Regions from separate parts of the Mus musculus genome. Here all the other regions are linked to region 3. Evidence: chromatin contacts called from public Hi-C and promoter capture Hi-C data. All regions are on one chromosome and are shown on one strand. Each heading gives the region's core, a stretch centred on a gene start, on an enhancer-like site or on the middle of the called end of the contact. The rest is flanking DNA. Distances are from core to core; before and after follow the strand shown.

What was found. Promoter capture Hi-C pulls out the DNA fragments that hold promoters and counts their contacts. Hi-C and Micro-C count contacts between places; a contact is called where the count stands out from the background. Capture Hi-C pulls out chosen DNA fragments and counts their contacts.
Region 1: a promoter capture Hi-C map of hippocampal neurons shows a contact between it and region 3, with 3 times the contacts expected there. The contact joins the promoter of Zfp526 here to the promoter of Shkbp1 in region 3. A contact is called at or near these places in 11 of 39 promoter capture datasets (the 3T3-L1 cell line, the C10 cell line, cranial neural crest and 7 more).
Region 2: a contact with region 3 is called in a promoter capture Hi-C map of adipose tissue, with 2.3 times the contacts expected there. The contact joins the promoter of Rps19 here to the promoter of Shkbp1 in region 3. A contact is called at or near these places in 4 of 39 promoter capture datasets (the C10 cell line, cranial neural crest, liver and 1 more), 2 of 115 datasets of contacts at active chromatin or transcription factors (large pre-B cells and stem cell-derived neural progenitor cells) and 2 of 9 other capture datasets (adipose tissue and liver).
Region 4: a contact with region 3 is called in a promoter capture Hi-C map of liver, with 3 times the contacts expected there. The contact joins the promoter of Zfp14 here to the promoter of Shkbp1 in region 3. A contact is called at or near these places in 2 of 39 promoter capture datasets (both in liver) and 1 of 484 Hi-C or Micro-C datasets (B cells).
Region 5: a contact with region 3 is called in a promoter capture Hi-C map of liver, with 5 times the contacts expected there. The contact joins the promoter of Zfp383 here to the promoter of Shkbp1 in region 3. A contact is called at or near these places in 2 of 39 promoter capture datasets (liver and pre-B cells) and 1 of 9 other capture datasets (adipose tissue).
Region 6: a promoter capture Hi-C map of liver shows a contact between it and region 3, with 3 times the contacts expected there. The contact joins the promoter of Rabac1 here to the promoter of Shkbp1 in region 3. A contact is called at or near these places in 4 of 39 promoter capture datasets (cranial neural crest, hippocampal neurons, liver and 1 more) and 1 of 9 other capture datasets (liver).
Region 7: a contact with region 3 is called in a Hi-C map of B cells, with 5 read pairs. The contact joins the promoter of Zfp260 here to the promoter of Shkbp1 in region 3. A contact is called at or near these places in 1 of 39 promoter capture datasets (liver), 1 of 484 Hi-C or Micro-C datasets (B cells) and 2 of 9 other capture datasets (adipose tissue and liver).

The regions. Positions count from the first base shown.
Region 1 is chr7:25,220,148-25,223,740 of GRCm38.p6, forward strand. Zfp526 (zinc finger protein 526) reads left to right here and starts at 1,278. Exons shown (of 3, transcript NM_175436.5): 1 at 1,278-1,357. It also overlaps a transcript of Dedd2 not described here.
Region 2 is chr7:24,882,998-24,886,479 of GRCm38.p6, forward strand. Rps19 (ribosomal protein S19) reads left to right here and starts at 1,595. Exons shown (of 6, transcript NM_001360119.1): 1 at 1,595-1,670; 2 at 2,139-2,209; 3 at 2,455-2,555. The coding sequence starts at 2,139.
Region 3 is chr7:27,354,113-27,357,624 of GRCm38.p6, forward strand. It overlaps Shkbp1 (Sh3kbp1 binding protein 1), which reads right to left and starts at 1,896. Exons shown (of 18, transcript NM_138676.2): 1 at 1,759-1,896; 2 at 1,461-1,514; 3 at 1,289-1,334; 4 at 1,102-1,175; 5 at 614-672; 6 at 260-340. The coding sequence starts at 1,844. Sptbn4 (spectrin beta, non-erythrocytic 4) reads right to left here. Exons shown (of 36, transcript NM_032610.2): 36 at 2,271-3,338. The coding sequence ends at 3,180.
Region 4 is chr7:30,049,438-30,053,257 of GRCm38.p6, forward strand. Zfp14 (zinc finger protein 14) reads right to left here and starts at 1,959. Exons shown (of 5, transcript NM_178733.5): 1 at 1,908-1,959.
Region 5 is chr7:29,906,335-29,909,855 of GRCm38.p6, forward strand. It overlaps Zfp383 (zinc finger protein 383), which reads left to right and starts at 2,183. Exons shown (of 5, transcript NM_001243908.1): 1 at 2,183-2,317. The coding sequence starts at 2,311. Mir7668 (microRNA 7668) reads left to right here and starts at 175; the gene lies at 175-233. It also overlaps a transcript of Zfp27 not described here.
Region 6 is chr7:24,970,566-24,974,237 of GRCm38.p6, forward strand. Rabac1 (Rab acceptor 1 (prenylated)) reads right to left here and starts at 2,163. Exons shown (of 5, transcript NM_010261.2): 1 at 1,962-2,163; 2 at 1,537-1,749; 3 at 1,196-1,293. The coding sequence starts at 2,017.
Region 7 is chr7:30,093,701-30,097,023 of GRCm38.p6, forward strand. Zfp260 (zinc finger protein 260) reads left to right here and starts at 1,376. Exons shown (of 3, transcript NM_011981.4): 1 at 1,376-1,511.

The sequences.
Region 1 (3,593 bases), core at 28-2,527, 2.1 Mb before region 3:
TGATCACGTCCTAGACACCCACATGACCAGTGCCAACAGCTGTCAGCGCAAAGTAAACCAGTCACGAGGGTCCCGACTCCCTGGAGCGCTCAAGGCTCATAATCAGGACTTGTAATACAGTATGCCCCATTCTGGTGGCAACCAGAAACCTACAACTCAACTCTGCTGTCTCAGATCCTACATGGAAATTCTTGCTCATACAGCTCCCCAGCCCCAATTTATAAATTCTCCAGTCGCAAGCAGCAGAATGATACCTCTTCCCAAATCTCAATAGACCTTGCCACCCCCTGTGTGCAGCACATTCCGAAGACGTCCATCAGCACCTCCTATCATAGACACCACACCCACGGTTAGAACAGCCTTTGTACAATCGCTTCTGAGCCCTCTTGAGTCTTGGAGCCACCCAGATGCCCCTCCTAACCTGCACCTATGAGAGCAATCCTGTCACAGAAGTGGAGGCTAGGGTGTCTTCATGTCCCCTACACGAGGCCTTGAGCGTGACGGTCGCTCCTCCTCCCCCACTTAGGTGACTCAAGGTCAGGGCCAGCACGTGCCTAAGACAGGTCTCTTCTAGGACTGGTTTCCACCCCCGGAATTGTCTCCCTAAGGGGCGGGAGGCTCTGGCTCAATGCTGGCTGTTTGTTTCCCTTTTCTGGGCCTTAGCTTTTCCACCTGTGAAACGGATGGCAGTGGAGTCCACGGTATGGGCTCTCTGTGTGAATATCATTGAATCAGACAAAGAATGGGAGGAAGGGGAAAGCTATTTATAAACGGTAAAGCTTCTATGATGGGTGGGCTATAGTGAGTACTACGGTGTATCAGGCCCCGAGCCGAACATTTTTATGTGTATGACAAAATTCAATGCCTTCAACAACCTTTCAGGAGATGCGATTCCAGTCCACTTTGCACGTAAGCAAAAACTGAGGCGGCGCAGGAAAAGTACAAGTGTGTCTGGCTTTTTAGTTACGCTGTCAGAAACGCTCAGTCTCTTCTGCTACGAGATAACACCTGTCAAAGTCTCGCACCGCCACGTTCATTTGTGCGACCTCGCTCTATAAGGATGCACACTTTTCTCCGCTGAATTTTCAAACAGCAGGAAAGGAGCGGCCCCGGAGAACTGCGCAGGCGCCTCTCCTGGTCCCGGACACCGCCTCCAGGGCACTGGTGTCTGCGTGGAGAAACTCGCGGAGCCCCGCCTGACTCCCAACACGCAGGCGCGAGGGCGCGTGCCCTGCGCTACCAGCTCTGATTGGCTGCCTCTCCTGAGAGCACCGCCCAATGGGAGGCGTGGATAGTGAAGGGTCCTACACTACTGGAGTGGAGGGTCTGTGTCAAGAGCGGCAGGGGCTGCTTGGAGGTAAGAGAGATGGGTGAGGGCGCCGCAGGGCGGGCGGGGAAGAGAGCGCTGGGTGTAAGGAGAGAGTGGAGGAAGAGGGAAGGGTACGCTCAGGGTCGGAGAGCCTTGGGGCCTGCGCTTGGGGCTGGAGCAGCGCGGGATGATCGACAGCTCCTTCCTGTGTGCCCTAGAGGCGTCGTTGGATCCCCTGCTTGTGCTGGCCTCAGCTTGAGCTCGCTTGCACACCCCACCCCTGCAGGGGGCTCTCACGCTGCAGAGAAGAGGAATCTGGTAGGAGGGAAAAAAGCAGTGTAGCGGGAAAGTTGAACTTTCAGGCCCCTGGTGTAGGTGCTTAGATCTCCTTTCCGTATACAGAGGTATTAGCTGAATTCCACCTACCCCCTGACACGGTGTAGGACTGGGAGGGAAAAGAATGCAGGCGGAAAAGTGTCCATTTCGGGATACCTGTGCTACTTTCTAGAAGGACAGTGTTATTAGGATTGTGTGCAAGTTAAGTGAGTTTTGGAAGGATTGAGTTGGATGAAATTCAGAGAGCACATAGGATTGGGTCCTGTGCACCATGTTTTTCTGTGTATGAGCTCATCCATACTTTGTAAAGTTTGGGCATCCGCTCCTTACCTGCTACAAGCCATGTAGCATGCTCTGATCCAAGCCAGGGGAGTTCTGTCTTGGCAGTGAGGCTGTAACTAAGGCAGAATGCTAACCTCCCCCACCCCCAGCCCATTTGATTGTTTCTAAGAAAATCCTTTATGGACTGGTTCGGACTTAATGAGGAGCCAGGCAGGTGTAGTGGCACCCGCTTTCAATGTCAGCACTGGGGAGGGAGAAGCTGGTAGATTTCTGTGAGTTTGAGGCCAGTCTGCCCTACATAGTGAGTTCCAGATAGGCCAGGGTTACAAGATGAGATGCTTCAAAACAGAGCGCACTTAATGGGGTATTTGGAATTGGTAGATAAGGAAAGTTTGGTTCCTGAGCATTTAGCAAGTCATTTATCTGCAAATGGTTTATTGGTCATCAACTAATAACAGGGCCTTGTACTGGGCTATGTATCATGGAAATGCATAAAATGGGTAGACATGTAGTGTGCACAGAGATGGTTAAGGTCCCAGGACATCGTCTATAGGGAGCCTTAACTCGTCACTGAATGAGTCTGTGTATTTACTGTGTGCTGGGCACCTTTCTTGGCACTGGAAACACCTCGGTGGTGAAGAGGCTAAGATCCCTGCCCTCTGGGAGCAGTACATGAGCAGCCTGTATGCCAGGGCTACCAGCTAAAGTCTCCATGCTCCTGGCATGAGCACAAGTAAAGAGGTAAGGAAAGTGGCCGATGGCACTTGGGAGGCAGAAGAAACAAGGCTGAGAACCAGACGTCCCCGTGTACATACTGAGTGAGGTCAAGGCCAGCCTTTGTACATAGACTGTCTCTACAAAACAGAACCAGCAAGGCAGTGGCGGCGCACAACTCTAACCCCAGCACTTGGGAGGCAGAGGCTGGTGAATCTCTGTGAGTTCAAGGCCAGCCCAGTCTACAGATCTGAGTTCCAGGACAGTCCAGGGCCACACAGAGAAAATCTGTCTCAAACAACAGCAACAACAAAAACGGGCCATCTTGCTGGCCCAGGAGGTAAAGGCGTGTGCCTTGCAGCCCTGATGACCCCAGTTCAATTCTCAGAACCCATATACCATTGGGAGGAAAGAATGGGCTCCGAATGCCATGAAGTTGTCCTCTGTATGCTACATGTATGCCATGACGTGTGTTCATGCATGCAGGCACACAGTAACATAAACAATGACAAAAAATGGTGGCGGTAGGGCTATAAGGTGGCTCAGTGGGTAAAAGCAATTGGCACTGAGCCTGATGACCTGAGTTTGACGCCAGAGCCCCATGGTGGGAGAACCAGATCCTGCAAATTGTTATCTCACTCCACACACATGCTCCCCCCCAGCCCCCCACCCCCCGCAATTAAAAAAAAAGTATAACAGTAAATAAAATCTCCTTAAATTGTAGGTCTTGGAGCAGAAGGCTTAAGGTGGGTTCATGGAATGGACTGTAGGCTCCTGTTGTGTGAAAGGGGTTGGATTAGGTTGAGACCAGACTAAAAGCCTAGGACTTGGACTGTCAGGTTGGAGAGTTTTGTATCCCTGGGGCTAAGTGTGGAAGTACACATACAGAATCCCACTGCTGGGGAGGCTGAGGCAGGGTCGCTCTAAAGCTACCCTCTATTGCCCAGTGAGT
Region 2 (3,482 bases), core at 345-2,844, 2.5 Mb before region 3:
CCAGGCCATTTAAGTGTTTAAGGTTTTTTTAAATTTACTTTTGTGTGTATGTGTCTGCATATGTACATACATGAGTGCACGTGCCCGAGGAAGCCAGAAGAGGACATGTCATCCTCTGGAGATGAAAGTACAAGCTACTGTGACCCTCCAGTGTAGGTGTTTGGAACTGAAGTCAGATTTTCTGAAATTGCTGAGCCATCTGTCTCTCCGGCCCCTCAAACTGGCTTAACTTTTCACTTATGTATTGATAATTCATTTCTTTTTAATATTTTTTTCTAATTTTAAGTCTTAGTATGTGTATAAAGAGGGTGCGATATGTGAACATACACCCTTCTCTGAGACGCACCTGTGGCAGTCAGAGGACAAAACTCTGTAGTTAGTTCTTATACCGTGATGGGTTCAAAGAATCGTATCAGGTCAATCAGGCTCGTATGGGAGAACTTCTACCTAGTGAGCGAACCATCACAATGCCCCTCGTTTCTTTTTTTTTTTTGGGGGGGGGGGGGTCGAGACAGGGTTTCTCTGTGTAGCCCTGACTGTCCTGGAACTCACTCTGTAGACCAGGCTGGCCTCGAACTCAGAAATCCGCCTGCCTCTGCCTCCTGAGTGCTGGGATTAAAGGCGTGCGCCACCACGCCCGGCCCCTCCTCTCTTTTCTATCTTAAATAATATTTGTCTGGATGCAACACAACCTCAAATATTTTATGCGCTGCGCTGCGGGGTGGGAGTGGGAGGTACTGAGAGCCTGGCGTAGTGACACACTCCCGTAGCATTAAGCTGGGGGATCATGAGTTCAAAGCCAGCCTTAGATAAAAAGTCCCAGGCCAGTCTTGGCTAAATAAATTAATGATAATCCTGTCTCAAAACAACAAACGATAGGCAGGTAGGTGGGTGGGTAGGTACAGATATAATAAAGTTGCACAGGTCAGCTTGGATGACTCAGAAGAGGCAAACGAGGAGACTAACGGTCTGAACAACCAGACTCCGGCACTAGATGGCGGAGCTGAACCTCCACCAAGGGCCCGCCTCTACCCCTTTGTCCCCGCCCTAATCTCCTCCCCGCTCCCAACGCCTTCTTTCCTCTCCGCGAGCGTCAATGGAGCTGAAGCAACTTCCGCCCAAAGAAGGGTGGGGCTTCCGTGTATCTCTTGGTCTCGCGAATGCTAATGCTAGCACAAAAGGTGGTGGTGGCCACATGTCATAGTGCCTTTTCCCTGGATTGCCTGTCACGGTTCCGCCCGTAACTATTCCCATTTCCGGCCAGGAAGCAGGGTCTTGCGCTGAATCCCGCCTTCCTTTCGTGCGCGCTCAACTTCGCCCGCACTTCCGCCCTCAAAAGTTTCCGCCTCCTTGTTCCCGCCAGACACACAAGGCTCAAATGAAGGCCGACTCCCCCAGCTCGCTCCGGTCACGCCCAAGGAAACGGAAAGAGGAACCAGATCCCTTATCCTCCTCCCGAGTCCCTTCTCTTGGCTTCTCCACCCCTTCCTCTTACAGACCCGCCCATTTTGGGTGGAGATGAAGCCATATTCGCCCTCAGAAAGGCGGAGCCCTCTGGTTTAGCCGCTCTCGCGAGCACTCCGAAATCTCGCGAGACTCGACGCCCGACTTGTGCGCCCGGGAAACCCCGTCGTTCCCTTTCCCCTGGCTGGCAGCGCGGAGGCCGCACGGTGAGTGAGGGCTCTGGGTCGCGGCTGTGCGCGGGGCCACGGGGCCGGGCTTTCTGGCCCCAAGAGCTCGTGCCGGGACCGCGGGAAGCCCGGCGCGGGGTCGCTCCGCCCTCTGGAGCCGCGGCCACGTGCGAGCGGCAGGCCCGGACATGCCTGATCGCCGCAATCCGGGAGCCCGGAGGGTTAGGTGGGCAGCGGAGGGGTGAGTGGGACGCCCGGAACGTGGGCTTGAGGGAGCGGGGTGTGGAGGGCTCTCCCACGCGGTCACCACGCCGCGGTGCTGCGATCCGCGTGGCGTGTGCACCCGGCAACTCTGTTGGACCTGCAGGAGCCGAGTTGCAGGGACATGAGGCTGGGTGGATGCTGAGGCTTTGGGGTGGACTGGCGACGAGCAGGGTTGGTGTTGACCTGGACCCACGTCAGGGGTTTGCACCAAGCCTGACCTCGGCATGCTTGTCCCTTCCTCAGATGCCCGGAGTTACTGTAAAAGACGTTAACCAGCAGGAGTTCGTCAGAGCTCTGGCAGCCTTCCTCAAAAAGTAAGTGTTTGTTGGAACTGAGGCCTGACCCCTGTGCGCTGTGACCCCAATGTGTCATTAATCCCTCTGGCCACTTGCTGGGGGTCTTTTCTGAATTGGGCCTACGGTGACCATGCTTCCTTTTTAACCTGTTCGTTCTTGCTTTTTTTTTCCCCCAACCTTGTTAACTTGCTAAAGGTTAGTAGATCTGAAGTCATCTTTGGAAATTTTTGAAGTGTGCTTTTTCTCAATTCTCTTGGTTCTAGGTCCGGGAAGCTGAAAGTCCCCGAATGGGTGGACACAGTCAAGCTGGCCAAACATAAAGAGCTTGCCCCATATGATGAGAACTGGTTCTACACACGAGCTGGTAAGAACTGAGGCTTTGGCTGGGAGTGGGAACCTGGGCGACCCCAGGCAGGGACCCTGTCTTCCCCTCCCATCTACACCAGGAGACAGACCTCATTATTGAATAGCTGTAGCTTTAAACTAGAAAGGAAATCTGAGGGCAAATGAGTGTCCATATTTTGCTTACTTGAGAGTCTTAACAGCTTTCTGTGTCCACGGTTATAGCATTTAGATTTGAACAACTGTCAACTCCTGTTTGGTTGAGTGGTCGGGAGTGCCACTCCTGTTATAAAGGAAACTTACAGATCTGGTGCCCAAAGAAAACTTTGGGGTGCCCCTCTGGTCTCTCTGGATCCTGCCTGGGTGCTTTGTGCATCCTGTTGTCTCTAGTCTTTAGGGGAGCAGGATTCTTTCTGCTGGGTAGTGCCAGGGTTGCAGTTCATGGCCAGGCCTTTGCTAGGGGGGGGCCCTGCCTGAGAATTCCCCTGGTCGTGGGAAGTAAGTTCCTCTTCGCTTAAGACCGTGAAGCAGTTTATAAGTTAATATTAAATGTCCACGGGATCCACTTTGTTTCAGGCTTTGGCATGGGCACAGGGACCACCATGACTCAACACAGCCTCTGAAAACCAAAAGGTCAATTCCACAGTGTGGGAAAAGGTCGGTGCTTCCACCTGCCAGCACGTTTTTAAGGAGGGTGATGTAGGGAAGGGTGGTGAGGCCTAGCTGAGGTGTGCACCTCACACCCCCTCTTGGAAGCAAGCGTGCAGTGGTGTTGACAGTGCTTCAGGTGGTAGGTTAGGGCGGCTGTGGAGTTGCGAGAGGAAGACTGTTGGGTTTCTCTGGGTAGAGTGGTGTACTTGCTGTGGACAGGGTTGGTTGTCTAGTTTCCACAGCTGCTGTGGGGGGAGGCTGCCATATCCAGGGCCCGCCAGACACTGAGCTGTGTCCC
Region 3 (3,512 bases), core at 646-3,145:
AAGAATGGGGTGAAACTTAAGAAAACTCAGACTACAACTCCCATCAAGCTCCCGTGCATGCTTCTGAACTCTAAAGAGAACTGGCTGTTGCACAGCTTCAAGGAAAAATGCTGCTTCCTATTTCCTTTCCAAGCATCTGATAAAGAACTACAACTCCCAGTGCACCTCAGGGCTCCAAACACCTAAGGGTTGAAGCTTTATGGGAAATGTAGTCTTTAAGCCAATCTCCCTCTCCCTAGCATCAATTGGGAGTGCTCACCTGGAGGAGGTAGATAACCATTGAAGAGGACATTTCCGCAGGAAGATCGATCCAACTCTTCCCTCACCTGCAGGCGACGAACTGCAAGGGAAGGACTCAAAACTTCATCTTGAGGGAAACTAAAGCAGACCCTTGTCCCCTTCCTCATCTGTCTTTCCACGTAACTATCCCCTCCCCCGCAACCCCGACCCCTTCAGAGCCAGACCCAAATCCGGTGCTCTTAGCTCTAACCCAACAGTCTTTTTGACTGGGAGAGTCAAAGAGGAGAGGCATTCTGCTCAGGAAATAACTGAGGGTGCTGACTGGGGGCGGGGTTGGGGTGGGGGTGGGGCACGGCACGGGACTCTCACTTACCCAGTGGAGTGAGTCCGTAGAATTGGGCTTCATGGAGGAGGCTGGAACCATGGACACCCCTGGGTAATAGGGGAGATTTGGGTGTAAAAATCTAGGGCATAGGCATGAACAGCACATTGCAAGGAGAAAGGTATTGAAACTGCCCAGAGACTACCGAAGCCTGGCTAGTTTCAACCGGCGTAAAATTCTAGGGAGGTTGAGGGTGGGGTACACCTGCCAATCCAAGACATGGGAGATAAAGACTGGCCTGATCTGGATGGAGTTCTAGACAGCCAGGGCTACAGAGCAAGGCCTTATCTCAAGCCAACAAACAAATACATACTTTCTTTAAAATCTAGATAACAAGGATGAAGAATGGTGCAAATGTGTGGGCATATTTTAATGGAAGGAATATAACATGATCAATAATTCTAATAGAATGGAACACATTTACTTTTCGAGGAGAGATTTTATACAGTGGCAGAATTCACCCATTTACCCATACCAACCTGGGATCTAACTCTTTGGTCCGCAGGAAATTAAGGATGGGGGCAAAGACGGTGGGGTCCCGGTCGATGAAGATCTGCATGGTGGGGTGGGGATGGAGGTGGGGGTCATGGAAAAGACCTGGAATAAGTAGGAGCTCCTGTCCCCCATCCCACCCGGAGTCCCGTTTTTTGATCTAGCCCTACTCACAGCTCCGGTCTCATCTTTCAGGGTTGAGATGCGTCCGCTCAAAAGACTACAGGAAGGGGAAACCGAGGAGGAGACATGGGCCGAGTTGCAGAGGTGAGTATTGTAGAAATGGGTCTCCCCACACCCTCTTCTTTCATTCCCTCCTACCCTCGCCCCAGACTCTCCTAATCACCTGGAAAAGAAGGAGTCTGGGATCCAGGTAAGCGTCTGGCGAGAGGTACTGAACCTGGGCGATGGGGTAAGGAGAGGAAAGAGAAGAAGAGGTGAGGACGCTGCCTCCTCCACTGAGATTCATGCATTCTCCTTTGGCATTTCTTTCTTTCTTTCTTTCTTTTTTATTCAAGCGCCAAGCCTCCAGCTTGAGGCGGAGCAATTCTTGATGGACAGGGACTACCACCCCCACCCCCAGAAGAGGCGGGCATCCCGCCTCGGTCCCGTAGGATGGGGCCTCGAGGATCTCCCACACTCACCGCTTGCCCCCTACGTTCAGATGAATCACTTCCCCGGGTGCTCCCCGACTCGGGACCCCCTCCACTGCAGTCGTCGCGACGGCCATAGCCCCACCCCCCCGCAAGCCGGCCGGCTCGCACCCACTTCCGGGTGTGCATAGACCCCGCCTCTTCCTCTTGCTCATTGGCCTAGAGACTCCAGGATCCACCGGCGATTGGACAGAGAGCTCGCTCAACGCAATTACGGTCTCTGACTCTTTAAAGAGGGCCGGTCTTTCCTGGTTTCGACGGGGCGCACTTGGGGATCCTTTGGAGTGATTTAGTAACTCCCCCCCCCCTTTTCTAGGTTCCCTTATTTTGGTATAATACATAACGAATGTAGGCGATTCGTTGAGGAGTACGTGCGCAGATCTTGAAATGAGCCTATACCAAGGCTTAGGTATTTGTAGAGTCTAGGAGACTGCCTTCTCGACCTCGTCCCCACACCGGCCCACCCTCCAATCCTGTCTCGGATACACGAACAAACCAGCGAAGACTGTCAAAGCCAAAGGGTTTATTATAGGTACATACAGTGTGCGCCTGCCACACCGCCCCGCACCCCCTGCCTTGGCAGCGTCTCCAAGCAGCCACGGGGGTTGCCTGTAACCCTGATTCCCTCCGTCCCAGGGAGGTGCTCCAGCCAGAAGCATGCAGGGGGAGGGCTTTCCCACCCCCTCCCCCTCGGGAAGTGGCATTTACAGCTAGAATCGGGGAGGAGAGAGGAAGACAGTTTTGAACTTTGACTCCCCTCCTATTAAAAGCCTTCGCGGATGCGGGGCGGGGGGAAGGAGGGGGGGTCTACGTTTTTGCAAAAATAAACTAAGTCAGGAATTAACCGCATGGCTCTGAGATGGCGGAGTACAGGGGCTAAGGGCCCCTGTCCTCCCTCTTCCCAGACAGATCAAGGCAGCATTGGAAGTGAGGTAAAGGCAGGGAGGGAGTGTGTCCCCTCCCCACCCCCTAGCACCCTGGATGGTCCAGGGGACCTCACCAGCGCCCCCGTTGTCCATCCTTAGGGCGGAGAGGAGGCCAACAAATCACCACCTCCTAGATCCCTCGCCACTCCAGCTTCTTGGGGCAGGATCTGACGATTGGGCAGGGAGCTTGGCTCAACTGGCTCCCTGCCCGGCCCCACCAAGCTCAGTTATTGCATAAAAAGAATGGAGCCCCAGCACCTGGGGTGGGGTTGGCGAGCGGGAAGGGACCGAGATATGGCTATAGGGACAGCAATCCCCTACCACCACCTCTTGGAGTGCAGAAGTCCCTTCTATTTCAGGCCCACAGTGGCACATCCGCAGTCATTCCGGCCCTTGCGGATGAGAAGTTGTCTTTGTGTCCACAGTGCAGAGAGGAGGGGCAAGGAGACTTGTCAGACTCCAAGGTGGGGGAAAGGGTACCTGGAATCACTTCCGGCGCCCGCTGGCCCTACGCTCCCCGCCCTCACGCTTGGGGTTGCCCTCATCTGTGGATGATGTGGTAGGTAGTGTCTGACCCCATCGGGCGATCTCGGCGTGTTCTGCCACGGAGTTAGCCACAGCCTCCAGCCAGCCGTTCATCTCCTCCTGACGGAAGACGCAGGACAAGTCCATATTTGGAAGAGGAACTCAACCACACCGCCCTCCCTAGCTTCACTTTCCTGTTAGCAGGATAATGCTGACAGTAAGGATAAAAGAACAGTTACATGCCCCAGACTCCTCTCTAAGCACTTCTGTGGATGCACCCCCTTAAACAGAACC
Region 4 (3,820 bases), core at 709-3,208, 2.7 Mb after region 3:
TCAACACAATCGGAAAAACGCAGCTCTCAAGAGAAACTGAACACCTTTCGATCCTGGTGCGAGTTAACTCCTAGAAAGGAGGAATCATGAAGAATCCAACCTCACAGAGGCAGAAGGCCAAAGCACCAGGTTAAGAGGTCACGTTGACTGTGAAAGCTTGAGATTTTTTTGGAGCAGGACTGGAGCAAAAGTCGATGTCCTGCTACCTACCAAATCTTGATTGATGCGCTGAGGATGGGAAGGGCGCAGGAGCAACTAGAATGTGATGGGTGAGATACAAGTGAAAAGGCCCTTTTGTAAGCTCCCCATGCCTAGCCCACACTTGCTCTAAGCTAGACTAGCTCTCTACCAGTGAGGTACCCTGCCAGCCCCCCAACCCCACCCCACCCCCGCCCCCGGGCAAAAGGCTTTGAAGAGCTTGGTAATTTAGGGGTTTAGACCTGGCTGCTGTTGCTAAAATGGGATTAAAAGAGACAGAGATTGATTGAAGATTAAGTGTTATTCTGGCTGGGCACAGTGGCACACATTGCAGCCTGGAGGCTGAGGCAGGAGGATCACCCACAAATTTGAGATCACATGGGTTACAGTGAATTCCTGGTCAGTATAGGTACAAATTGTTTAAAACAAGAACAAAACGTGCTATTCTGGTAAGAAGCGTGGTTTAGCAAAGGAATCTTCCACAGTAATTAAAAACGAACTAGCAAAGCAGGCTTCGTGGATAAGAAAGCTGCAGCCTGGAATGCAGAGATGGATCAGCGGGTTACACTCTCAGCACCTACGTGACTGCTGTAACTCCAGTTCCAGAGAATCCGATGCCCTCTTCAGGGCTCCTCAGGCGCAGTCACACTCAGTGGTGCACAGAAAGAAAAGCAGACAGAAACACTCACATACGTAAAAAACGAACATGTTAAAAATTTAAAACCTGTGAGGCTGGAAACAGCTGTACTGCTAGGAGCAGTGGCTGCTCTAGCAGAGGATGCAAGTGTGATTCCCCGTACTCACATGGTGTTTCACGACCGTCTATAACTCCAGTTCCTGGGAATCAGACACCTTCTCCTGGCTTCTGCTGGTATGTGTATACACACAAATACACACACACACACACACACACACACACACATAAAAAAGAAAAAATACAAAAGACATTTGTAACCACACAAAGAGGGCCTGGACCCGCATTTAATCAGAGACATAATCTCTGAGTGATGCTTACTATCAGTCTGCATGAATCTGTCTCCTCTACCCTGACCAAGATAACACCAAACCGCTGCTTCTTTCCAAGCTAACTTCATTTTCACTTTCACAGTAATGAGGAGTAAATGTCCCCATGCCTGGAAAAACAAGGAGTACACTTCATAGGACAACGAGAAAGAAGAAAGTTAGGCTATTTTTTTTTCCGCAGTAATGTTGGGTCTCTATGTATGCAACAACAATCGTTTCCTGCTTTTATTCCCTCGCCTTCCCTAAAATGAACAAGTCTGGGGAAAAGGTCAAACCGGGAAGGTGCGGGCTTGGTAGCCTGGGGACACACCCCTCGCGACCAGCCCTTCCACACACATAACCTACTGGAAATGGAGCGCCGCGGATGGAGAGGACACTGGCCGCCACCGGAGGGGCAGGTTTGACAGGCGACGGCCACCGGGGCTGCCTGGCGGGGAGGGAGCGCGTACAAAGCAGCCCTGCGGTGGCAGCTGCGCTGTCTTTTTGTACGGAGGGCCCTCACTCTGAGGTTCACACACAGAACTCAGAGCCATGCTGGGCCTCTGGGCTCTGCAGCGGGAAGACGGAGGATGCAACGGGGTACGCGGTGTCCACTCAGCGTCACCGACTCCAAGTCTCTCAAGCCAACTAAAGACAAACCTACGCTGCCCCCGCGACAATTTCCTCAGTGCAAGGGACCAACTCACCTCTCAGAGCGGACCGGCGCTAAGCAGCCGGAAGGATGCTGCGCAGAGGCCTGTGGGAAATGTAGTCCATGGTGGGAAAGACTGGGCCAACGCAGCGGAGTGCGCAAGCGTGCTCGGGGCTGTGATGGGTGGAGGCCTCTGGGTGTGATCTTGGACCAGCTGGAAGGGCTAGGAGATTCCGCTGCCCTCTGCCCCCAAATCCCCACCCCAAACCTAGCTCACTGGGCTGGGGGTTGTGTCGTTGCCCTACCAGGGCTGAGAACACCATCATCACATTATCACATGCTTAATATGTGAGATAAGCATATTCTCACCCCAGCGAGGGTGTAGGCATGATCAGGGAACTCAGTAAAATACATTCTCCAAAGGTGCAGTCCCACATCTACCCAGGGAAAGGTTGCTCAGGCTCCTTGGAGTTCCCGCTGCCTCTGCTTTCTCCCACTGTCCCTTCTAGCCGTTGTGTATATTGGTCTAGTCGTTGGTATTGGCCTTAGGTTTTGTTTTGCAAACTGGAGATGAAGCCAAGACCTCTAAGACTGGAAAGATAATTATGCTTTCTTCTATCACAGTGGTTCTCAACCTGTTGGTCGAGATCCCCCCCCCCCTTGGGGGTCAAATGACCTTTCACAGGGACCACCTAAGACCATCAGAAAACACAGATATTTACATTAGGATTCCTAACAGTAGCAAAATTACAGTTATAAAGTAGTACCGAAAATAATTATATAGCTTGTGGATCACCACAACATGAGGAACTGTATTAATGGGTCGCAGCTTTAGGGAGGTTGAGAACCACTGCTCTAACATTTTCTTGTGTTTGTGCCAGGCCTCATCCGGTCTTCAGGAGACTGAAGCATGCAGACTGCAAATTCAAGATGAATGGAAAAAAAAAAAAAAAAAAGGAGGACATGACTGCTCCCAAGGGATTGAGATCTAAGAGAGAGCACTGGCAGGGGCGTCTGAAAGTAACCAGGGTGGCCATGACTGCCGGACTAAATGGGGCCATGTGAGGGGAGGGGGTGGGGTGTAGGACAGGCTAGAAGCCAAGAGGCCAAGTGCAGCGGGCAAGAGGTAACAAAAGGACCTTGTGCCCAAAATGACTGGGTTATACAGGAATCACAGAAGCTGGGAGATGGGAAGCCCAGGCCTGGGCTACAGAGTTTGGGATAGTGGGGGGCAAGGTATATCAGCCAGGATGTCTCTGTAATAGGTGCTGGGGATGTTGAAAGATCCTCATCGATCCTCTTGTTTCTTTCCAGAGCGCTGTTATTACAGGCATCCGTCAACATTCCCAGCGTTGGGACGTTAGTTTTAGGAACGTGACAATTGAGAGGCTGGTGAGATGGCTTAGTGATTGAGAACCCTTGCGCTCTTGCAGACACAACACATATGATGGTTCCCAAGTGTCTGTAACTTCAGTTGCAGAGGGCTGGTGAGATGGCTCAGTGGGTAAGAGCACCCGACTGCTCTTCCGAAGGTCCGGAGTTCAAATCCCAGCAACCACATGGTGGCTCACAACCACTCACAATGAGATCTGACTCCTTCTTCTGGAGTGTCTGAAGACAGCTACAGTGTACTTACATATTAAAAAAAAAAAAAAGAACAATAAATAAAGGGGTGGATGTAGTGCACACTTGTATGTAGTCAAATATTCATACATGTAAAATAAAAATCTTTTAAAAAAAAGAACATTACATATCTGGTATAGATTTCTTTTCTTTCCTTTTTTAAATTAAATTTTTGAGACAGGATTTCTCTGTGTAGCCCTGGTTGCCCTGGAACTCTCTCTGAAGGCCACGCTAGCTTCAAACTCAGAGATCTACCTGCCTCTGTCTCTCAAGTGCTGAGATTAAAATCGTGAGCCACCATGTTTGGCCTTATGATTTTCTTTTATAAAGGAACATGTTGCTTGG
Region 5 (3,521 bases), core at 933-3,432, 2.6 Mb after region 3:
TTTCAAATTTACGCATTCCGTACAGCAGAGGAATAGCTATCCAGCCAGATTACACGGAATGAGATAAAGAACGTAGACCCAAGCACTGTGGCCCACGTCCGAGCATCATCCGATAAGAGGAGGTTCTTCTGGACACGGGGTCATGAGTTCTGTAACACTGAGAAACCTAGTTGCCACTCTGAATAACCTGCTCTCTGTGGAAGAAACCATGCGGTGCAGGGGATTCAGAGGAGAAAAAAAAAAAATTGAGAGGGCTTGTGGGAGAAACCATGTGGAAATGAGGGGACAAATCAAAGTGGTACAATCCACTTTGTAAAAAAAAAAAAAAAAACCATTCATGAAAAAGGTAGAAAAAAACCAGCAACTCCAAGAGCATCAGACCAGTATCAGAAGCAACTGGAAGAGTGTCAAAATCTTTAACAAGACAAACCACATTGGGAGATAAAGTAGAATCTGGGATAAATCCCTTGGAAGATACCGCCGTGAAGCTCCCTTCACGTCAGGGTGTCGGAAGGACAGAGAAGAATGCATGGGTGAAGCCCATCCGTTTCCGTTATTCTCCACTCTAACCACCTCAAGTAAACTAGTAGGCAGCTGTAAGAAAAAGAATAGTTTAATGCTAGGCGTGATGGCACCAACATGTGATTAAAAGCACGTAAAATTAAAATATAATTAATGGATAGCAATCTCCTTAGTGTGTAAATGAAGCCTTAATTTAATACCATGGCTCACCCTCTAAATATCTAATTAAGCTCAAAAGACTGACATTACAAGCTGAAATAGGGCCGGGCGTGCTGGTGCACGCCTTTAATCCCAACACTCGGGAGGCAGAGACAGGTGGATTTCTGAGTTCGAGGCCAGCCTGGTCTACAAAGTGAGTTCTAGGACACCCAGGGCTATAAAGAGAAACCCTGTCTCAAAAAACCAAACCAAACAAACAAACAATGCTTGCTTATACTGCTCTGCCTAGGACCGGAGTTCTGTTCCCAGCTCACAAATCTGTCTGTAACCCTAGGTGATGTAACATCCCTTTCTGACCTTTACAGGCAAATACAGGAAAAACAAGCCAGCGATGGTGGCACACTCCTTTAATCCCAGCACTAGGGAGGTAGAGGCAGGCAGAGATTTCTGAGTTCGAGGCCAGCCTGGTCCACAGAGTGAGTTCCAGGACAGCCAAGGGCTACACTCTGTCTCAAAAGACAGAGAGAGAGCGAGAAGAATTGTAAACAAACGCTTCTATTTCCTTTATTAAAATCAACTAATTTAGAGATTACTGTAACAACCACAAACGTGTGACTAGATATACAAACTCATACACATAACTCATAAAATAGAATATTGTGCAGCTAAGAAAGGAAATATTTATATAGAAATGAGTCCCATAAACACCAAAGTAAAACGGTGTACCCAGTGTATGATGAAGCTTGCCTTTGGTCCAAGCATTTGTGAGACAGAGACAGACTGATCTACGTGAGTTTAGTGCAAACCAAGTCTGCATAGTGACTTGCAAGTCCGCCTAGAGTGAGACCCAGACTCAAAATAAATAAAAATTCGAAGAGAATTTTTTTCACTACGTTATAACAGAACCCTATACCTATTCGGGAACAACCACTCGTTTACAATTCTTCCTAAATCTGATAGATTTTAATAACTAATATTCATTCTTTTTTTTTATATGCCACCTAAATGGATCATATAAATCCTATGCTGAGCCTCGCCAACAGAAAAGGGTAAAACGGAGAATCTGTCGTCATCCTGAAAATTCCTACAGTGAGTTACAAGGCCCAGAAATGTCCAGACTCAGGGTGTGGTATCTCAGAAATCATTTCAACAACTTTGTTCCAGGAGACCAGTGCCACGCAGTTCCTTTTTTAGACTACATTTCCCAGAAATACACGCGACTCTACACAACTTCCGGTGCAAACCTACTCCAAAAACATACAGTGATTCTCTGAGATTGGCCCCCTATCATGGAAGGGGCTCAATGCATTGTAAGAGTTTCTGTCCGAGTTTGTATATCTGTCTAGGAATTTCACGCACAAAATTGAAAATGCGGAACGAGCTCCTCGGCCTGCCTCAGGCCGTGCTCTGGCGGGAAATCCGAGAATGGATGCCATCTTCCCCGCCAGTTCCAATCGCGGACTACATTTCCCAGAAGCGTTCGCGAGTGCTAGGCAGCCCCTTCTTTTGCCTGCGGGACCCTCGTCGTCCGGGGACGGGAAAGTGTACGGCGAGCGGCCTATAGGCCCTTGTTAAGGCTCCAAAGCTGCGGCCCTGGGGTCTGAAGGGAAATACCAGTCAGTATCTGAGATGTCAGGTCAGTGGGAGCTGGTCTAGCAGGATGAGCAGCAGTGAGGCTTTGGCTCTGTTTAAGTGTGACCTTAAGTGACTCTAGGACGCAGTGAGTGCGTGGCTGTGATTTTTAGGATTCTTTGGTGGGTGTGTCAATGACCTGTGAACATGCGCAGAGCTGTGTGTGTACGTATGCACGTTTTCTTTATTATATGTGATTAATAACTTTGTGGCAGTGTGTGTGATTGTGTCCCAATGTGTTTGGACCTATTGTGTGTAACGGTATAGCACCTGTGTATGAGGGATATATCAGATAGCCAGTAATTATGCTTCCAAGAGTGTTAATCAGAGGGGGACTGTCTGTATGTTTGTATACTATGTGTATTGGGTACCTGTGACTGTGAGGATGTTTGAGTGTGATTATGTAACTTTATGTGATACCATGAGCATGGTTGGATGTAGCTGATCTTTGTTACTTTGTGGGTTCCTTTATTCACCGACCCTTTATACCCCCCCCCCCCCCCCACACACACACACACAACACCACCCTCCTGCTAGATAGGAGCGAAAGAAAAATAGATGGGGGAGAGAGAGAAAAAGAGAGAGAGATCCTTGACTCTAATTTGTTTCTTCTTTGATCATGACTGCTAACAAACCTTACCATACTCCCTGAACAACCACCAATCCAATCCTGCTTGTCTGGACCCTAGCATTTATGTATCCTCTGAAAAGTCCTCAAAATTTCAAATGCCACACAGTTGCAGAAACTATCTGCCACTGGCAAACCCATACCTATGCTAGAGCACAGGTAAATGAGCTGCTTTGAGGTAGCCCCATATTCCCACACGCACCCCACACGCACCTGGAATTAAAGCAGAGACATACTCTCAGAATATTTCTGTGGGTTTTTTTTTCAATTTTTTTTTATTATTCCTGTGGTTTTTAATGAAACCAAAATTCCAGAATTCTCACTACAATTGGAAGATGGCATGTAATTGTCAAGCTGACAGTATGTGTGTCTTAGGGGCTGTTATGTTCTGTTGAATGTGTATTGTGTATTGATTGTGTAAAATTTCATGAGGGCAACTGGAAGTGATTATAACTGTTGTGTGACTCCGCCGTGAGTCTCCTGTTGTGCCCGTTTGTAGCACTGTGGTTTTATGTGGTGTTGTATTTAAGGGTTCTATAAATGTGGTTGTGATTTCATCCTCAGGATGGATGTGTGACTG
Region 6 (3,672 bases), core at 913-3,412, 2.4 Mb before region 3:
TATATGCCCTGCACGCATACGTGCCCAAGATCAGGTGCCCATGAGGAGGTGGCCATGGGCACCCACCTGACTTGGGTGCTTGGAACCAAACCAAGAACAGTACTCAACTGAGTACTCAACTGCTGAACCATCTCTCTAGGCACTTATTTTGATTTTTTTTTTTTTTTGACAGGGTTTCTCTGTGTAGCCCTGGCTGTCCTGGAACTCACTTTGTAGACCAGGCTGGCCTCAAACTCAGAAATCCGCCTGCCTCTGCCTCCCGAGTGCTGGGATCAAAGGCATGCGCCACCACCGCCCGGCTAGGCTTATCCTGAACTTGTAGCAATCCTCCTGTTTTAGCTTCCCAAGTGCTGGGATTAGAGGCACAGGCCAGCTTCTGGTTTTAAGGATGTGTTCTTTGATGCACCTTGCGAGAATTTGGTTTGTGGGGGCTGGAGAAGGTGACTCAGGAGTTAAAAGCACGTATTCTTCCAGAGGGCCCGCATTACACATTTTTTAAGGCTAGGGCATAGCAACACACTCTTTAAACCCTAGTACATATATATTAATTTCCTCCACCCCCGCCCCACGCTCTCCTATGCCTGAAAAGTGTGTATGTCCTAGTGACCACTACCTGCAGAAGCCAAGTTCTGACCTGCTTCAGTCTATTTCTTTGCCACAGCCTATCTTTGTTTGGTCCTTAAGCTTGCTGGGCTATGAAAGACTTATTTTAAGTCTCCTCGGAAACTTTTGGATTCCCCTCATTGGGTCTTCCCTGACACCTTTCTTTCCAGTGGTCCTGGTGACAGTCTGGGGCCACCGGACTTACAGATCTCAGCCTTCCCCTCTGAGAATCATCAGGGCCAAGACTTGGGAAGGAACACGGATCTAGGCCTGCATGAGGTCGCCACCTGGTGTGCAGTGTGGGTATCTGCAGCTGATGCGTTCCGTGGGGGGGGGGGGGGGGGGTTGAGTGGAATTGGATTAAGTCATTTACAAGAGACAGAGGTGCCAGGGCTTTGGGGTCTCTCTGGGTTTGGGAAGCTGAGACTGGAGGGGAGCACCTGGTGGGTCTAAGCCCTTAAAGACCAAGTTAAGTGACTCTAGTGGACAGCTCGGTGGGGGCCGTCTTGGGTCCCAACTATTCGGAAGTTTGCATTCCGTGAGACCACGATCAGAAAGGCCCGAGGAGCCATTTGGGCAGGAGATTTCTTACCAAAGAGTACAAGCTTAGACTGCAACGTGCGCAGATAGAGAATGTAACAGGCGCCAAAGAAGACAGCCAGAGCCACCAGCAGCATGGGAGATGTCACCCTGGAAGAGTGTGGGAGACAGGAGTTAGGTATCCGAGGCTGCGTCAGCCAGGCCCCTCTAGCTTTGGACACAGACTGAGGTTACGTCCTTCTAGGCCAGCGAAGGCCACATCCTGGTCAGGTGAATGCAGGAGTACAGACTGACCGGGTCCTGTAGTGACAAAGTGGGCTAACTGGTCTGGGCGGGGCCTGGCAGCCGGGGGCGGGGTCTGACTATCGAGGGCGGGGCCGCAGAGGCACTCACACGCAGTACAGGATGAGGCCGAGAAACACGAACACGTAGTTGCTTTGATAATACTCCACGTTGCGTACCAGGCGCTGGCAAAGCTCTCCCACATTGCGGGGTCGCGAGAAACGTTGCTGGTCCACGAAGGTGCCCCAGGGCCGGATGGTCGCCCGGCGCCGCTCCAGCCACTCTCGGCCTGCGCCGGATGGAATCAGCTTGGGCAGCAGGGTCCTAATGGGCAGGGCAGAGCAGAGCAGCTGAAGGGAGGGAGAGGGTAGAATCTGGACCCCAGATTCTAGCACACCTGGTCCCAAGCATGACCTTGAACCCCTAGGAGGAAGGGTCCTGAGAGGGAGCCAACAGGACTGAGTCCCTCCCAGGACCTCTGAGGAGATGAGGGACTCCTGCATCTCGGATCTGGGGGTAACACCCTGCTTGCTCACGTGGCGCTCAGCCCTTCCCCTTCGGCATCCTTCTGCTGGTCCTTCTGGGCCGCCATGTCTGCACTGCAGTGGATAGAACCGCTGTAAATAGCCCGGAGCCCAGCAGCACCTAGGCGGCCCCACCCCAGCCGGGACTCTTTGGAAGTGGCGTCGTTGGGAGCTCTAGAGGGCGGTAGTTGTTCCTCCAAGCATTGTGGGTGTTGTAGTCATCGTGGCGTCAAGAGGCAGGTTTGCCTCGCAAGACATCTTGGGAGATGTATGCTAAGAGCTCGTCGGGAGCCTCTAGGCATTGTGGGAATTGTAGTTTCAGGAGGCTCAGCGTGGACTACAGCAGGTGGACTGTCAGGACAGAGGATTTTGTGGGAGTTCGAATGGCAGAAACGTACTTCCGTGGACCGTGCAGAGCTGTCGTTCTGGCTCGAGAGAGCTTAATAAAACATTGTTCGAAAACTCAGATATTCTGATTCTAACTGGGCAAGTCTGGGAAAGAGTTCATTTACTTTTTCTTTCCTAAAAGTATTTACTTTGAAAGTGAGACAGGAGAGATGGCTTACTTGTTTCTCTTTCAAAGGATCATAGCTTGGTTCCCAGCATCCACACCCAGTGCTTCACAACTGCCCGAAACTCCAGCTCTAGCCAATCAGACATACTCATGTGCACATACCCACACTCAGATACACATGATTTAAAAATAAATGTTTGCATTTTAAAAGAAAAGATTTACTTTTATATGTTTATGCGTGTGTGCCACCAGAAGAGGGTTTTAGAGCTCCTGGAACTGGAGTTACAGGCAATTATGAGCTGTCTAGAAATCATGGGTGCTGGGAACGGAACTCCTCCGGGTTGGGATTTCAGTATGGGCCACTCAGCAGGAAATTGTGTCTGGGTTTCCCACTTGGGGTCCAGCATTGCTTCAGATCAGTGGAGGACTGCAAATGTACAGTTAGCCTAAAGACTAAAGAGGGACACCACAAGGCCAGAGTACTGGAAAAGACAGAGAACCTTGGAAACCAGTTTGGCGGCAAAAGTCAGCTGGGTTTGACTGCTATGGGAACCAATTCAGTTTCTTTAAGAGGACTAAGCAAATTCTTTCTATTTCATGACCCTCAAGTCTCTGCTGCCCTGGTGGGAGTCGGGGCTTCGGGAGAAGGCAGTGGAGAAGGCAGTGGGATCCAGAGGCAACACTGTTGCAGAAAGTGGCAAACTAATTCAAAGAATGTAAGAAATTTGAATACTGGGATTTTTAGGATAGGTGTCTGGAAGCTGGGAAAGGAGTCCTTTGGGACAGTGGAAGCGAGGACCCTGAGGTAGAGATGTGATGAGGCAGGGGGTACTTTCAGGTTCCTGAGGGAGGAGGCTCACGTTAGATGGGTTTTGAGTCAGTAGGTAGTAGGAGACATCCGAGAAGGCTGTGGGAGATGGGACTTGGCTCTGAGCTCTTTCCTGTGCTTCCCAGAGCAAGTGGCACTGGGAAAAAGCCAGAAGATATTAACAGGAACTCGAGACCTTGATCATAATGCCGGCTGCATGACTTCAAGGGGCCTCCCCCACTTCTGTCCTGTGCTGAGTCCCTCTGTCAAAGCGGATGCTCCTTCCTGGTGCTAGGTGATTGAAGCAGAGTATGTGGGTGTCCCAGGAGAGGTCTTGGCCCATGCAACTCCTCCCTCCCAGGATCGTCTTGTCCTGAGATCACCAGAGGTCACAGTACAAA
Region 7 (3,323 bases), core at 126-2,625, 2.7 Mb after region 3:
GGGGTGGGTGTGGGAATGTATCATGTAAAAGGGTACCTGGGAAGGTATCTGGTAAGACATATTGGTAAGCCATAAGGACAGTCATATATTCCAGGATCAAGAATTTAGCTCACAGTTCACGGTGGCACCTTTTTGGTTTCACACTGGGCTGTTTGATAAGGAGAGAGGCAGAAGCCTAGAGGTCAGGAGAGCAGAAAACCAAGCATGGTGGACAAGAGGTCAAACGGGCTAGATTATATAGGGAAGAGAAGCTGGGGAAGGGACAGCCCAACTCTGGTGGGAGATTTCAGGGTAGGAGGCAGGGTAGCCCAGGACAAGCACAGGTAGCCAGGCCCCACCTCTATACTAATCTAATGGCCTGGCCCAGTCCCTTGATGTGCAAGAGTATTCAGGGCCAGCCTTCTAGACTGTTCTACCACTGAGAAGGCTGTTTCCAGCCCCTTGAGATACAGACAAGATCCACTCTATAGAGGAAAAAAGGGCGGGGGCGGGGGGAAGAATCCCAGGCCGCCCTGGAAGCCCCGCCTCCTTTCCCCCCAAACCCTATATAATGCCTGCCTCCTGTTCTGTTCTTTGTTGATTCTCTCCCAAGCAAAGGCACCCAACTTCTTGAGGCTTTCCTAATACATCTCTCCCGAGGTTTGCTGTAGGGTGTGACTTTGTGGTATTCCTTGGCTCCCAACTGTAGGATAGCTTTCCCTTTAGAGCTGTAACACCTTCACCAGGCCATCAGCTGCTTTGATATGTTAACAGGCATCTCAGCCATTTGCCCCAGTTTTGGGACCTAACACTCAGGTAACGCATTAACAAACCTCCCACAGGACCCCACAACTCACCTGCATACTGCTTTCCACATTGTTACACACTGTCACAACCCTAGGACATACGGCTACAAAAATTACAATTTCACAATAGTTCATTTTCCTGATTGTTTAGTCTGAACCCAATTATCAGTCTCAATTCCAGCCTGGCTTCAGTTTGTGATACTGTAGCAATCGCTTCCTTAACACCAGAGTCTGATACAACTCTCTGCAGAGCTGCCAACTATCAGCCTGAGATGCCTTCTGGGAAATGTAGTTCAGCAGTGCGCCACGGTGGCCAAGATGGCGTCCTCTCCCGTAAAACCCAGAGGATTGCGCCTTACTGGGAATCTCGCCCTGGAGGCAAGGAAAAGCCTATTCTGTGAGTTTAAGCTGCACTCATTACACACCTTGGCACACCATTGTCCTTTGCGGTAACACAGTGTAAAAGTGGTAGTATCTGAGTTCCAACCTTTTACTACTTATCCACTGGGAAAAGTTCTCGGGAGAGTGGAGGGGAAATTAACTAGAACCCCTGAGACTTCTGGGAAATGTAGTTCACAGTTAAAAAGAGAGCGAAAGAGAGAGACTAGAATGGAAAAAGATCCTCTAGTTCAGAGCCCTGGTGGGCAGAGACCTCTGGGAGTGCTAGCTCACTGAAGGAGTGCGCAGGCGCAGGCTTCGTGGCTCGCCATCGTCGCCTTTGTCTGGGTGAGTTTGATTTCGGGGTCTGTAGGACCGGGATTTTCCCAGACTGAGTAAAGGCAAAGGAGCTGTGGGGGAGGGTTTACCCACCTGCCCGGGCGAGGATGCCTGAAGGGGCGAAAACGCCTACTGTGATGGTGGAGCTGAGAACTTGGGTGGATGGGGGCTGGGGAGATCAGAAACCGGGGTGGGTTTGCGGGCGGGGTGAGCATACGTGTAAGGGTGTGTTTTGGTTTGTTTCGAGTGAGCGAGAAACTGGTTTCAAGTTTGTAAAAATACAGGGGTGGTTTTCTAATACATGTCGCATTTATTTTAAAAATAAAAACGAGGTGTTTTTTTTTCTTCTGGAAAACAGGAAAGGGAAAAAGATAATTGAGTGAGTAGTTTTAAACCTGGTTTTTAAAAATCAAAACAAGTCTACAGTAAAAAAATGAAACCAACGTTCCTTTGAAAAATATTCTTTGTAACAAAGATTTCCAATAACTCGTTATTGGATGCCTACACATCTGTAGGCATTAACTTGCTACTTGGAAAAACCAGATGAGCTAGTTTTGAGTAGTCCCAAATTTACGGACTAGCCCTTAGAATGTACTTTTCACTGCTGCAGATGGGATTGAATCAGTAAGGTAATTAATTGTCCCCCCTTTAGCACAGAGAGGTCAAGAAAGCTATTTAATTTAGCACTCTGATTTGTCAAAGGACAGGGCTCGTGTGTGTGTGTGTGTGTGTGTGTGTGTGTTGCCTGAATATATGTGTACGTGGAACCTGCAGAGGCCAAAAGAAGACATTGGATCCCCTGGAACTGGAATTATAGACAGTTGTGAGCTGGCATGTGGGTACAGGGAGTTGAACTAGAGTCCTTTGGAAGAACAGCCAGTGTTCTTATCCACTGAGCAATCCCTTCAGCTCCAAATTAAGACTCCTAATTTGTCCAGATTTATCCATACCAAGTAGCTTTTGTTAACATACAGATTTTCTTCTGAGTAGTTTTTGGTCAGTCTTTAAAACATGACAAACAACAAAAAATGGTCTGCGTTCATAGTCCTGCTTGTCCTGGAACTCTCGAGATAGGCTTCCCAAGTGCTGGGACTAAAGGCATGCGCTGTTATAGCTGGCTCATCATCGTTTTGCTTTCATTTCTCCCTCCTTCCTTCCTTCCTTCCTTCCTTCCTTCCTTCCTTCCTTCCTTCCTTCCTTCCTTCTGAGTCAGGGTAGTCTCAGTGTGGCCCTAACTGTTTTGGAATTCGCTCTATAGATTAAGCTGCTCCAAACTAGGATGTTCCAACTGCGTCTGCCTCCTGAGTGCTGGGATTAAAGGTGTGCGCCACCTTGCCTAGCTTGTCACACATCTTTTTAAAACATGTTTTTCTTTTCTTTTTTCTTTTCTTTATTTTCTTTTTTTTTTTTTCCATTAAAGAATTTATTTTTAAGCCGGGCATGGTGGCACACACCTTTAATCCCAGCACTTGGGAGGCAGAGGCAGGCGAATTTCTGAGTTCGAAGCCAGCCTGGTTTACAGAGTGAGTTCCTGGACAGCCAGGACTACACAGAGAAACCCTGTCTTGAAAAAAAAATCCAAAAAAAAATTTTTTTTTAATAAATTCTTTTTTTTTTTTTTTTTTTTTTAAAGATTTATTTATTTATTATATGTAAGTACACTGTAGCTGTCTTCAGACACTCCAGAAGAGGGAGTCAGATCTTGTTACGGATGGTTGTGAGCCACCATGTGGTTGCTGGGATTTGAACTCTGGACCTTCGGAAGAGCAGTCGGGTGCTCTAACCCACTGAGCCATCTCACCAGCCCTTTTTTTAATAAAT